Linked DNA regions of Sus scrofa: regions 1 and 3 are each linked to region 2. Evidence: chromatin contacts called from public HiChIP or PLAC-seq and promoter capture Hi-C data. All regions are on one chromosome and are shown on one strand. The core of a region is the stretch at or near the end of the contact, and the rest is flanking DNA. Distances in the headings are between cores, read along the strand shown.

Region 1 (4,065 bases), core at 1,247-3,746, 140 kb after region 2:
TAGAACCACCATGATGGCTTCCAGAACTGCCAGCTTTTCAAGTTTCTCCTTTAACCTAGTATACTTTAACAGGGATCCTCCCACTTCCTGGTTAAGGCAACCAGCCTTTGTGGCTCAACTAAACAATGTGACCATAAGAAGTCCCAGCTTAAGAACAGCTCTTGTCCCTCTACCAGTGATAAACCTCTTTCCTCTGTCCCAGGAAGGCTCCAGAATGTCTCCATTTCTAGTAACTTAAACCCCCTTTTCTCTCTCCTTTTTGTAGCTGCAACCTTGGCATGTGGAAATTCCCAGGCCAGGGACTAAACCCCAACCACAGCAGTAATGACACCAAATCCTTAATCACTGGGCCACCAGGGAAATCCCCCTCTTTCTCTCTTTTTTTTTTACTAGGGATTGAACTTGATGCAGCAGAACATCCATAATCTCTGCCCTGGAGAAGTGAGAGTGCCCAGAACTCAGAAGAGAGAGGATTCTAGGAGCAGGAAAAGCTTGGCAAGGTCCCTTTCTGGGCCAGGGTTGCAAGGCCCTGCAGGGAGGCTCCGAAAGAGCACTGGGCGGACACGACATTCCCGATGGCTACTTGGGTGCCCACTCAACGGGAGTGATCGTGTCATTCCAAAGCACTTTCCATGCCGCAGGTGCACAACCTAGGGTCAGCTGCTAATAGGATTGGGGGCCAGAGGCTGAGCTGGGGTCTTCAGCTACTCTTGGTGCATGAGGACACTTACAGTGGCTTTACCCCAGGAAGTGAAGGGCTATCTTTAGTCAGCTGTGGGCTGGGGTGGCCCTGGGGGACTCACCACCATTGCAGACCACCATTGCAGCCCAATCAGAAGTCCCTGTGTCCTCCCTCCCTTGCCAGTGCTACCTTGGGATCCAAGAGATGGCCACAGCCTGGGCTCCCCGACGTCTACGCCTGTCATTTCCAGCCTGAGGGCGCACCTGAGAGAGGGACAGAAATCAGAGTGGCCCGATAAAGTATGTCTGGGGATCAGGGGCTAGCCCACCGAATCTGGGCCAGAACGCTGCTCAGGCAAGAGAGCAGGGAACGAAATCCAAGTGCAGCTGGAATGCTCTGGAGACAACAGCTGCTTTTGGGATTCCGTTGCCCGCTGTCCAGCCGTGGGGAGTGGGAGGTTGAGAGGGGTAATCTCTTGCCTTGGTGCCAGATCAAACTTCCTACATTCCCAGTCCCAGGAGAGGGAGCCAAGAGAAGGTGGTGAAATCAAGTGCGGTAGGAACGAGCCGCTCGCTCACCTGGGCCCCAAAACAATAGGTGTGGTGGGGACCCCCCCCCCCGGGACTGGGTCCCAATCTGGATTAGATCCACGGGGTAGGATTAATCCTGTTGGTCCCATGCAGTCAGGGCCACTACACTGGCGGTGGCGGGGCGGGCTTCAGGATCAGCCAAGAGGGAAGCGCGCCCGTGGGGCCTCGGAGAGGAAGTAAACCCTCCCCTGGGACACCCCCGCACCCGGGCCCTTTGTCTGGTGACGCTGCCAGTGTCGGGAGTGCGAGAAGCCCAATGAGCCCTCAAGGCAGCGACGGGACCCCCGGAGATCTACTGAGAACGTCCTCGGTTGTTCGAAACCCCCCCGCCAGCCTGGCCCCGCGGGCGGCAGACGCAGCAATGTTTCCCCGGAGGCCACCATACAGTAGGCGCGCCGAGATGTCGGAACCTGCGCGGGCGCCAGCGACTCTGGCACCAGTAGGCCTTCTGATTCGGCTCAAGACGCGGGGGAGGGATTCTCTGGACGCAGAGCGAGGTGAACAAGAATAGGGCGATACTCCGGCCGCTGTATAGTTCAATGTCTGGTCCGTTTCGGCCCGGTCCGACCCAGGAGCAGCAACGACCAGCCTGACGTCGCGTCCTCTTCCGCTTGTTCTAGCCGCAGAGTTGGAGCCATTTTAAGGCGAAACCACTCAGCCACGCCCCCTCGCCCTCCAGAGAAGCCAATCCAAGCGCAACGACGCCTGGTGTGAAACGCCGCGGCGTTGCCAACGGTCGCGCGGGTGAACGGTTGGGAGGGGCTGAACTCGGAGGGCGAGAGGGGGAAACCTGAGCTGCCCGCACCGCCCTCGGAATCCGACTCCGCGAAGCCGGGATTAGAAATTTGGAGGCTGGCACCACGCCCTGGCCAGGTGTGCGGGACTCGAACAGGTGCTAGGCCGCCCCTCCCCGGGTCCCAAGAGCCCGGCTTAATGGCTAAGAGCCGGGGGCCCGGCCGCGGCTGGGGCTCAGACTGTGCTGAGGCCTGTCACGCCACCAGGTGTCCGGCTCCCCCAGAACGGCCTGCGGGGGCCTGGGGCGGGGCGGACGGCAGCTGCAGACACTGGAGCCGCACCGGGAGACCCGCCCTGCTGGGACCTAAGCCCCTGGTCGGCTCCCTCCCGTCTCCAGCCCGGGGCCGGCAGAGCTGCGCGGTGCCCTCCGCGACGCTGGGGGCGCTGTCGTTGCTCCGGGCTGGGTGACGCCACGACCCCGCTGACCCTGCGCCGGTCTCCCTGTGCGCTGATCCGCCATGGCAGCGGTGTTCGTGCTTCGGAGCTTGTATCGAGCGCGACACATCCTTCGCTGGCCGCTCGCGCAGCTGTCCTGGTGAGGCCGGACCCACCGTCCCTGACCACCTGCCCCCCACAGCCAGCGACTCCCAGCCCCTTAGACCCCGACCATACCCCTCCGCAGGGCCCCAGGGCGTGGGCATCGGCTCACGCCGACGGATGATGAGCTGTATCAGCGGACGCGAATATCTCTGCTGCAGCGCGAGTCCCCGCAGGCGATGTACATCGACAGCTACAGCAGCCGCGGCTTCGTGGTCAATGGAAATCGCGTGCTTGGGCCCTGCGCGCTGCTTCCGCACTCGGTGGTGCAGTGGAACGTGAGCCCTTCCCTGCAATAAGGAAACCCGAGGACCAGAGTCAGGCCTGCCTTCCTGACTCCGTCCTTGGCAAACTTGGCTTTTCTTTTGCCCCGCTTTGGAGCAGGTAGAGGGTCGGTGGGGAAACCTCCATAGACTTGTAATTAACTTGTCTCCTTCCCACACAGGTAGGTTCCCACCAGGACATCACCGAAGGAAGCTTCTCTCTCTTTTGGATGCTGGAGCCCCGAATAGGTACTGGAGGAAGGGAAGGCTGAGGTGATGAGCCCCGGAAACCCACCCTCTCGATAGACCTCGTTGCAGCCTTGCTATGCTCATCTTTCCCTAGAGATTGTTGTGGTGGGCACTGGAGACCGGACTGAGCGGCTGCAGCCCCAGGTGCTGCGAGCCATGAGGCAGCGGGGCATCGCTGTGGAAGTGCAGGACACAGTATGTCTGGTACTCGGGAATGCTGAGGCGAGCCCAGGCCTGGCCTTGGCCCTAGCCCAGCTGATGCTGGCTTTCTCTTTGCAGCCCAATGCCTGTGCCACTTTCAACTTCCTGTGTCATGAAGGCCGGGTGACAGGAGCTGCTCTCATTCCCCCACCTGGAGGGGCTGCTCTCACATCTTTGGCCCAAGTCTCAAAAAAATGAACCACCAGGAACCTTGCCACCCTTTGCTGAGTGCAGGGGTTTCCAGTTTTTACTAGCTCCTCCCCTTTGGCACTGTAACAACTTGTCTTTCTAGCCAGCAAATTAATAATTTAATCTACTTCTCACAATTTTGTACTAGGTGTATTGCTGGACAGGAGCTGCTGGCTCCGTGGGTTCATGGAGGGGGTTGTGAAAAAATCAAGGGGATACTCAAGAGGCGAGGAAGCTGTATAGGTGTCTGTTATAAACTGTACATCTCTTTGCTCACATGCAGATTTGAGGGGACTTCAGTGCTTTCTCCACAAGGCCCTTTAGAGATTCAAGTTAGAGAACATGTATGTGGGGTCTCAGCCTGATCCCCTGTGGCCAAGCTTTGGGCTAGCAGGAGGCCCTGTGGATGCCAGTCTATAGCCTCATGGCCTGTTCTGTGACCCTTTCTTAGCAGCTACAGTCAGAGTCACAGTTTGAGACCAAACCCTTGGGAGCCAGAACTGGTCTGAGCTGCCAGAGAAGGGACTTTCTGAATCTAGCACTACCACCTACGTCCAGG
Region 2 (3,665 bases), core at 777-3,276:
TCCAGAAACTGAAGCTTACAACCTCTAACAGCAATGACCAATAATTAACTCCCTGCCAGTCTGACTTGAATATGGATTCAATTCAGAACTAGGTTGTTGGGGTTTTTTTTCTCCAATATGATCTAGCAACACTAAGTCTCTAACTCTGTCCTGCAAATGTTTTCACTTTTTTGTTAAATTCTGGCTGTCCAAGACTCACACACATGGAGAACAGACTTCTGACTGTCTAGGGGAGGGAGAAGGGAGTGGAATGGGCTGGGAGTGTGGGGTTAATAGATGCCAGCTATTACATTTAGAATGGGTAGACAATAAAGTCCTATGTATAGCACAGAGAACTATATCCAGTCTAGGACAGACCATGGTGGAAAATAATATTAAAAGAATGTGTGTGTGTGTGTGTATATATATACATATATATGTGTGTATATATGTGTGTGTGTGTGTGTGTGTGTATGACTGAGTCACTTTGCTGTGCAGCAGAAATTGACACATTGTAAATCAACTATAATTAATTTTTTTTTTTTTTGTCTTTTTGCCTTTTCTAGGGCCGCTCCTGTGGCATGTGGAGGTTCCCAGGCTAGGGGTCTAATCGGAGCTGTAGCCACTGGCCTACACCAGAGCCACAGCAACGTGGGATCCAAGTCGAGTCTGCAAGCTACACCACAGCTCAGGGCAACACCAGATCCTTAACCCACTGAGCAAGGCCAGGGATCAAACCTGCAACCTCATGGTTCCTAGTCAGATTTGTCCACTGCGCCACAACGGGAACTCCTATAATTTAATTTTTTAAAATGAGTTCAAAAAATCTGGCTGTTCAAAAGTAGGGTAATTCTATTGTTAAGTTGACAAAGCCTATGTTGAAGCAACCAAGGAAAATGGAATTGCTTTCTGACAACCCTGCTTAAATATATATAGAAAGTGTTACTGTTCTCTTTCCTGCAACCCGTATGCTAAAAAAAGTTATTGTTTACCCTCATCAAATTTATTTGATCCAATTATCTTAGCCAAATTTATATATATATATAAATTATTATTATATTATTATGTGTGTGTGTGTATATATATATATATATAGATAGATAGATATTATATATATAGGGTTTTTTTTCTTTCCAGGATCCGTACTTTAAGAAATGCATACTCAAGGACCAAGGGTGAAATGCTGGAATTTGCTTTAAAATACTTCAGCAAAGAGGAAAAAAAAAATACAGCTGAAACATCTGTGACAGATCTTTCAACTGTGTAATGGGGGTGATGGCATATAGGGGGTTCATTTCACATTTTCTCTCTATTTTTGTATATGCTCGAAGTTTTTCACAATAACTTCACAAAATGAATTCTTTCCAGACAAAGTTACCTTCCTGGCTATGAAATATGAGTCAGTGGATGTGAATGTTCTTGTCTTCGGAACGAAAGTGGGCGAAGGGTCTCCAGCAGAGGCCAAGCAGCCGTGGGCTCCACGCCCCTCCGGCCCCGCGCCAGCATGCGGGCCGAAAGCGCGCACGTTTCTCTTGAGCTGAATCTGACAACTCCCACTCCGTGCGCTCTACGGCTCGCAGGACTGCCGAGCTCAATTTGGAAGTGGCACACGCGGGGATCAAGCCCGCCGTTCGGGAACCCAGACAAACTCCGCTCGAGAGCTTCAAGGTCCCGGGCCCAGGGTTGCAGGCCTAGCCCCCGAAGCCCCCTCTGGAACTCCTAGAGACCCCTACCCGACCCGCCACTGCTCCTTCGACCCCCCCACCGCGACCCCTGGCCCAGCCTGCCTCCTACCGTCCAAGTCCTCGTCGTCCTCCGACTCGCTGTCCGCGATCGCGTCGGTGACAAGGCCAGAGCTGGGCTCTAGATCCTGGGAGCCGGAAGGAGGGGCGGCGGGTGGGGTGGAGGCTCGGGAGCGGGCCTCGCGCAGGCGGGTGAAGTAGTCCACCGCGAAGTCGACCAGGTCGGGTGGCTGCCGCCGCAGCACCTCCACGGTGTAGCCCTGCAGCAGCTCCGTGAGCCCAGGCGGGATCTGGATGTGGCTCATGCCGGCGGCGGCCGCGAGGACAGGCAGGACCCGGCCGCCGGCAGCCACTGTCTGGGCGCTCCCTCACGCCGGCCTCCCGCCCGGCACCCGCGAGGTCTCCTCACGCGCGACCTGGGCTGGGCCCCCCTCGCGCCAGGTCGCCCTTTGGCCGGGTGTGCGTTTCCGGGTCACGCCACCCTACGCTACTCCGGCCGGCCTGGTACCGCCGCCGCTGTCACTGGGCAGCCGCCGCCGTAGCCGCGGGTACCGACAGGCGGGCAAGCGGGACGGGCGGGGCAGGAGCCCGGGTTGTGACGCACGCTGCCGCGGGCGTGCGCGCTCCCGCCAGCGCTCTGGCCCTCAGTGCGCGTGCGCCAATAGCCCACCGGGCCTGCCGGGCAGTCTCTCCGCAAGGCGCAGCAATTAATGGTTTTCCCGTTAAGCGGGTCCATTGGCGCCGCTTATTTTTAATTTCTACTTTCAACACACCCTAGGATCCTCCCGTTTGCTAGCCCTTACTAAGTGCCAGGGACATAACCGAGAGTCAACGTAAAAATGCACATTACCACCTCAGAGTGGTTCCAGCTATAGTGCAGAGCAAGAGGGCCCACATTAGGGGATGGCATTTAAGCTGGCTCAGAGGCCTGGGCAGGATCTGGCCATAGGAGCATCTGAAGAAAAGCCATGTGGCCTAGAGGGCAGTAAGTGCAAAGACCTGGTAAAGTCAGAACCACCCAGACCTCAGGGTGGAATAGTGGCATGACCATAGGCCCCTCAGAAGTCTTGGCAGGAAGACTGTGAGATGTCAAAGGGAGAAGACCTTGTAGATAGGAGGAGTTTCAGTGATATAGTAATTTTGGAGCCAAAGGCAGATAAATAAGCCTGGAAGAGCTCAGAAGGTCAAACATGTTCCTTGAGAAAAGGGAATAAGACCCAGAGCAGGAGAGAAGGATCGAGATGGCAGAGGAGTTAAGATGTCTCCCTCACCTTCTCCCACAAAAGAAAGTTGTTTTTTGACAACTCCCACTCCATGTGCTCTACGGCTTGCAGGACCGCAGAGCTCAACTTGGAAGTGGCACACGCATCAAAAAAACAAAACTACACATAGAACAATTCGCACAGAACATCTATTGAACACTGGCAGAAGAACTTAAGCCTCCAAAAAAGGGCAAGAAACCCTCCACAAAACTGGGTAGAACAACAACAACAACAAAAATCAGAGAGAGCAAGAGAGAAAGAGAAAGTCCCAGAGCAGGAATGACCACTGTGCCTTTTTCTCCTCTTGAGCAATACAATCAGGATTCCCAGGACTAGGTCTGGATATCTCTTCTATCCCTATATTCCACCCTGGGCCAGCAGTACTTTAATGGTGTTGAGCAGACCACAAGGCACAGATATCCTTTGCCCCTGGGGAGAGGGCATAGGTGAAACTGGAGAAGCCATGCTATTTCCCAAGTTGCCCCTTCATGCACACCAAATTGGAGGGGAACAGGAAAAGGTAGAAACTTTTCTGGGATGTCCATACAGCATAAGTGCTGACCAAAGACTCAGAGGGCATAGGATAGAATCCTCCCTCTCTTTGCTGGGCCCAGGCAGAAAGTGACTAGATGTAGCCCTGGGAATCTGAAAGGCATTTGGGATGGTTACGCTCCACCTGGTA
Region 3 (3,656 bases), core at 789-3,288, 220 kb after region 2:
AGAGGTGTCCCTGCGGATTTCCTTCACGTACACGTGCACCACCACTGAGTCCGGCCCCTTCTCATAGGAGTCATTCTTGACAAATGCCAGGTTCACCATGGACTCAGGCTCTACGTTGAGACCACAGCTCAGCACCACCCAGGACAGGTTCCAGACTATTCCTATTCTACTCCTTACCCACCCACCCACCCACCAACCTTGCAACCCAACCTAGAGCTCGGCCTGCTGGGCCCCAGCCCCACCTTTACCATCCACCAAGGTTGCAGCATCTGCTGCCACTGCCATCTCCTCTTTGGAACGGTCACCTTTCTCGGGGTCTCTGCTCCGGGCCATGGCTGGGGACACTGGATCATTCCTGGCGGACACTGCCTTCTCTCCTGTCAAAAGTTCTAGATCCTCCTCTGAGCCCAGGAGGCAGGTCTGGGGGTTCAGTGGTGGTACACGGAGCTGTTCCTCAGCCTCAGCCTATTTACGGCAAGATTGTTTGCAGAATCAGCCCTGGGTCTGGCTGGTGGCTACCCACTGCAGTCCACACCCTTTCCTCTTGTCTAACAACTTCCAAGCAGGCACGCCAATCTCACCTGGGTGGATGCTGGCTCAGCCAGGAAAGGGGGGGCATCACCCCGGGGTCCAGGGCCATCTCTGGACCCTTCCCCTTCTGGCCCTCTGCGGAGATGCACAGCTCTCTTGGCGCTGGGGCCTGCCTGGGCCCCAGGGCCAGCCCCTGTGCCTGCCTCACTACGGCCCTGGGCCCGTTTCTGGTTCCGGGCCTCCTGCTTAGCCCGGCGGGGCTCAGGGCCTGGCTCCGAGGCAATGGGAGATGCTTCCTGCCCATTCTCCTGGCACCGCAGCCCTGGCACCAACTCCTGGGTCCCTAGAGGTTTCTTCTGCCAAAGATACAGCAGTCAGACTTGGTCAACTACAGTGAGTATCCCTGCCTTACCTTGCTCTGGAACTTACCAGGAGAGAGGGCCACATGAGCATAGGCACCTTCTTGGGCAGTGAGAGCTGCAGGAGGCCACCTTTGCGAGCCTGCACTTTGGTACAGGAACCATCTATCTCAGCATAGAAAACACCACCCCACTGCCGACCACCTGGCGACAGAGTGGAAGCAGTGAGCTGGGGTAGGAGATAGCCAAGGATTCAAATCTACTGCTAGGCTCAAAGCAGATGAACAGACCTGGAAGCCGCACCACACAGTCTGTGTCCGTGAAAGCAGCATCTACTTCATCCAGCCTCAGGGGACCAGCTCCCACACGCAACTTGACAATCACCTCATCAGAACTCTGCCTCCAATCCAGCAACAACTCTGTAGAAGGAGTTCCAAAAAGATTGTGAGGGTCTCCATGAACTTCTGATGAGGATAAGCAGGCACCAGACACCAACCCTAACAAAATTGTTCTAGACAAAGGCTATAACCCCACGACCCCCCCTCTCCCCTAGCAGTCTAACATCCAGAAGGCCTGTACATTACTCACCCTCTTTGGTATGCTCCTCCTGAGGAGCGGATGCTGACCCTGACAACAAAGGAAAGAACAGGGAAAGGATGACAGATGGGAAGCCTCCAAGATTCTAACACCCACCAAACACCATCTTTAGGATCTCAGCCAAGCACCCCAACTTCAAAGCTAAGGCTCTACCCAGCCTGCCATTGGTCCTTCTCTCAGCATCAGATCAGGACAGAAGGAACAAAAAAGTCATCTCCCAACCTCTAATCCACACACTCAACAGGAAGGGAGGAGCAGAAGGTCATGAGCCCTCTGGGATTGACACTACCACCTCTCCTGGGATCTCCATCCTTGCTCTCCTGGTTTGCTCGATCCTTCTGCTTCTTCTTACTGGTGGCCTCTTCCAGTCCCAGGGGCCCTCTCCTTGGGCCTGTGGTGCTGGCCCCTCCAGACATCTTGAGCCGCTTGGTCGACAGCCAGAGTGCCCCAGGGTCGGCAACGGCGTCTGGGTCAGGGCTACGGCGCTTTCTTCCTGGCCCAGCTATCTTGGCAACTCTTTGTGGCCAAATCTTCCAGCAAGGAACTGACAGCCTAATGAGAAGCAAACCAGTGATCACTACCAAGGCCCCAAATTTGCTCCTTGGTCACGCCCACGGCTTGGCAACCTGGGACACTTCTAACCCGACAGAGCAATGTCTCTCCATCACCTGATCTAGCCCTGGATACTCTCAGACTATTCCTAGAGGGAAACAAAAAACACAAGGAGCAGCAGCCACTGCTGGCTGAGCATCCTATCTAGGAGGTCTGCCATGAAGACCCACAAAGGAGTCTCACTGAGGAGACGCCAGGTCAAGGCAGCCACAGCCTGGGACCAGGCTCCACCATCAATCTGGAGAGGAGCCATGGCTTCAGCCCACAGGCTGGTGCTCTGAGCAGGGTGCTCACTTTCCCTTCACTCTCACTGGCTGCTTAGTCACCACCCGAGAAGTAGGAGGTGGAGGAGGAAGGCAGGAAAGAGGGAGACAGGCAATCAAACAGCAGGAGGACCAGGCTCTCTGGCTGAAAACAGGCCCAGCCCAGCTGCTACCACTGACCAGGCAAGCTCTTGAGATTAAGGCACCTCACCTGCCACCAGCCAGTTCCCACCCTCCTCTGAACCTGCTTCTATGCATTACTCCATTTATTTCTTTTTTTCTCCTACATCTGGAAAGATTTCTCTCTCCAGTTGCTGTCCCATGCAGACAGAGAATTGTAAAAGCCAGGGTGAACAGTGCATTCAGATGTCACACTACCATTTCAGCAGCAATCCTGCCCCAAAACCAAGGCAGGACGGGCATCCAGTTTGAGACTGAAACCCTTCCTTACCAGGTCCACACATTTATCAGCTCTGAGCCTGAGACCTTCTACCCATTTCCCACAAACCCACCAGTGGGTTCTGGGCTGTTTCTTCATCCAAAATAACGTTCTCAAAACCGAGATAAGGTGGGCATGAAGGAACCATGGAACCAGGACCCCTAGCAGCCTCAAGCATGGCCTGAGACAGTAGCAGGACAGATAGTGATTAGTCTGTGTTCCCAAGGGTTGTGGCTATGAGGGGAGGGGTAAGATGTTCTTCTATGGGTCAGATGTGGGACTAGTGAGCTGCATCTTCAATGACGACAGGTCCAGAGCAGAGGGACAGACATCCTCCGCCTCTTTGCTCCCAGGCCCCAGGCGAACATCGCGTCCCTCCCCTTTCCTCCTGGGACATTAAGGAGGGAAAGGGGCTGTCTAGAGATCCAAGGCCGCGCGGGGTTACTGACCACAGACCGGCGCCGGCCAGACTGCAACCCAGCTCCAGCCTCCGAACCCTGGGCCCATCACCACTACCACCTCCTCCAGGAAGCCGCCCTCGCCCGCCGCCAGCCCTCTCCAAGACCGAAGGCCGGTCACGGGCGTAACGTAACGGCCCCGCCTGCACCAGTGGGCCCGGCACCCCGTAGGGCTCGAGGGGTGGAGGCTGGTGCGGCCCGTGACCTTGAACAGGCTGCCCCGGGCCGCGTAGCGGCCTCCCGGCTCTGGCGAGAAAGGCAAGCAGCGGCCCGCCCCACTCACCGAGCGAGGCCGCCGCCGCCAGCCCTCTTCGGGCCCTGGCAACCCGCTCTCGGTTCCGGTTCCGGCGTCAGGTCGGTTCCGGTTCCGGCGCGCCCCTCCCCCGTCCCGGCGCCG

The links. Promoter capture Hi-C pulls out the DNA fragments that hold promoters and counts their contacts. HiChIP or PLAC-seq counts read pairs in DNA pulled down with a chosen protein or histone mark.
Region 1: a contact with region 2 is called in a promoter capture Hi-C map of fetal liver, with 2.6 times the contacts expected there. The contact joins the promoter of NDUFAF3 here to the promoter of PRKAR2A in region 2. A contact is called at or near these places in 3 of 5 promoter capture datasets (fetal liver, fetal skeletal muscle and liver), 3 of 47 Hi-C or Micro-C datasets (heart right ventricle, liver and skeletal muscle) and 2 of 2 datasets of contacts at active chromatin or transcription factors (alveolar macrophages and skeletal muscle).
Region 3: an H3K27ac HiChIP or PLAC-seq map of alveolar macrophages shows a contact between it and region 2. The contact joins the promoter of USP19 here to the promoter of PRKAR2A in region 2. A contact is called at or near these places in 1 of 5 promoter capture datasets (fetal liver) and 1 of 2 datasets of contacts at active chromatin or transcription factors (alveolar macrophages).

The regions. Positions count from the first base shown.
Region 1 is chr13:31,654,445-31,658,509 of Sscrofa11.1, forward strand. It overlaps NDUFAF3 (NADH:ubiquinone oxidoreductase complex assembly factor 3), which reads left to right and starts at 2,497. Exons shown (of 5, transcript NM_001243606.1): 1 at 2,497-2,602; 2 at 2,690-2,882; 3 at 3,050-3,116; 4 at 3,211-3,311; 5 at 3,396-3,643. The coding sequence starts at 2,526. The coding sequence ends at 3,515. It overlaps DALRD3 (DALR anticodon-binding domain-containing protein 3), which reads right to left and starts at 1,862. Exons shown (of 14, transcript XM_021070653.1): 1 at 1,658-1,862; 2 at 872-945. The coding sequence starts at 926. It overlaps MIR425 (microRNA 425), which reads right to left and starts at 629; the gene lies at 550-629. MIR191 (microRNA 191) reads right to left here and starts at 1,119; the gene lies at 1,040-1,119.
Region 2 is chr13:31,514,979-31,518,643 of Sscrofa11.1, forward strand. It overlaps PRKAR2A (protein kinase cAMP-dependent type II regulatory subunit alpha), which reads right to left and starts at 2,027. Exons shown (of 11, transcript NM_214258.2): 1 at 1,774-2,027. The coding sequence starts at 2,026.
Region 3 is chr13:31,734,395-31,738,050 of Sscrofa11.1, forward strand. USP19 (ubiquitin specific peptidase 19) reads right to left here and starts at 2,039. Exons shown (of 26, transcript NM_001271714.1): 1 at 1,777-2,039; 2 at 1,479-1,517; 3 at 1,181-1,354; 4 at 961-1,094; 5 at 582-887; 6 at 249-465; 7 at 1-110. The coding sequence starts at 1,903.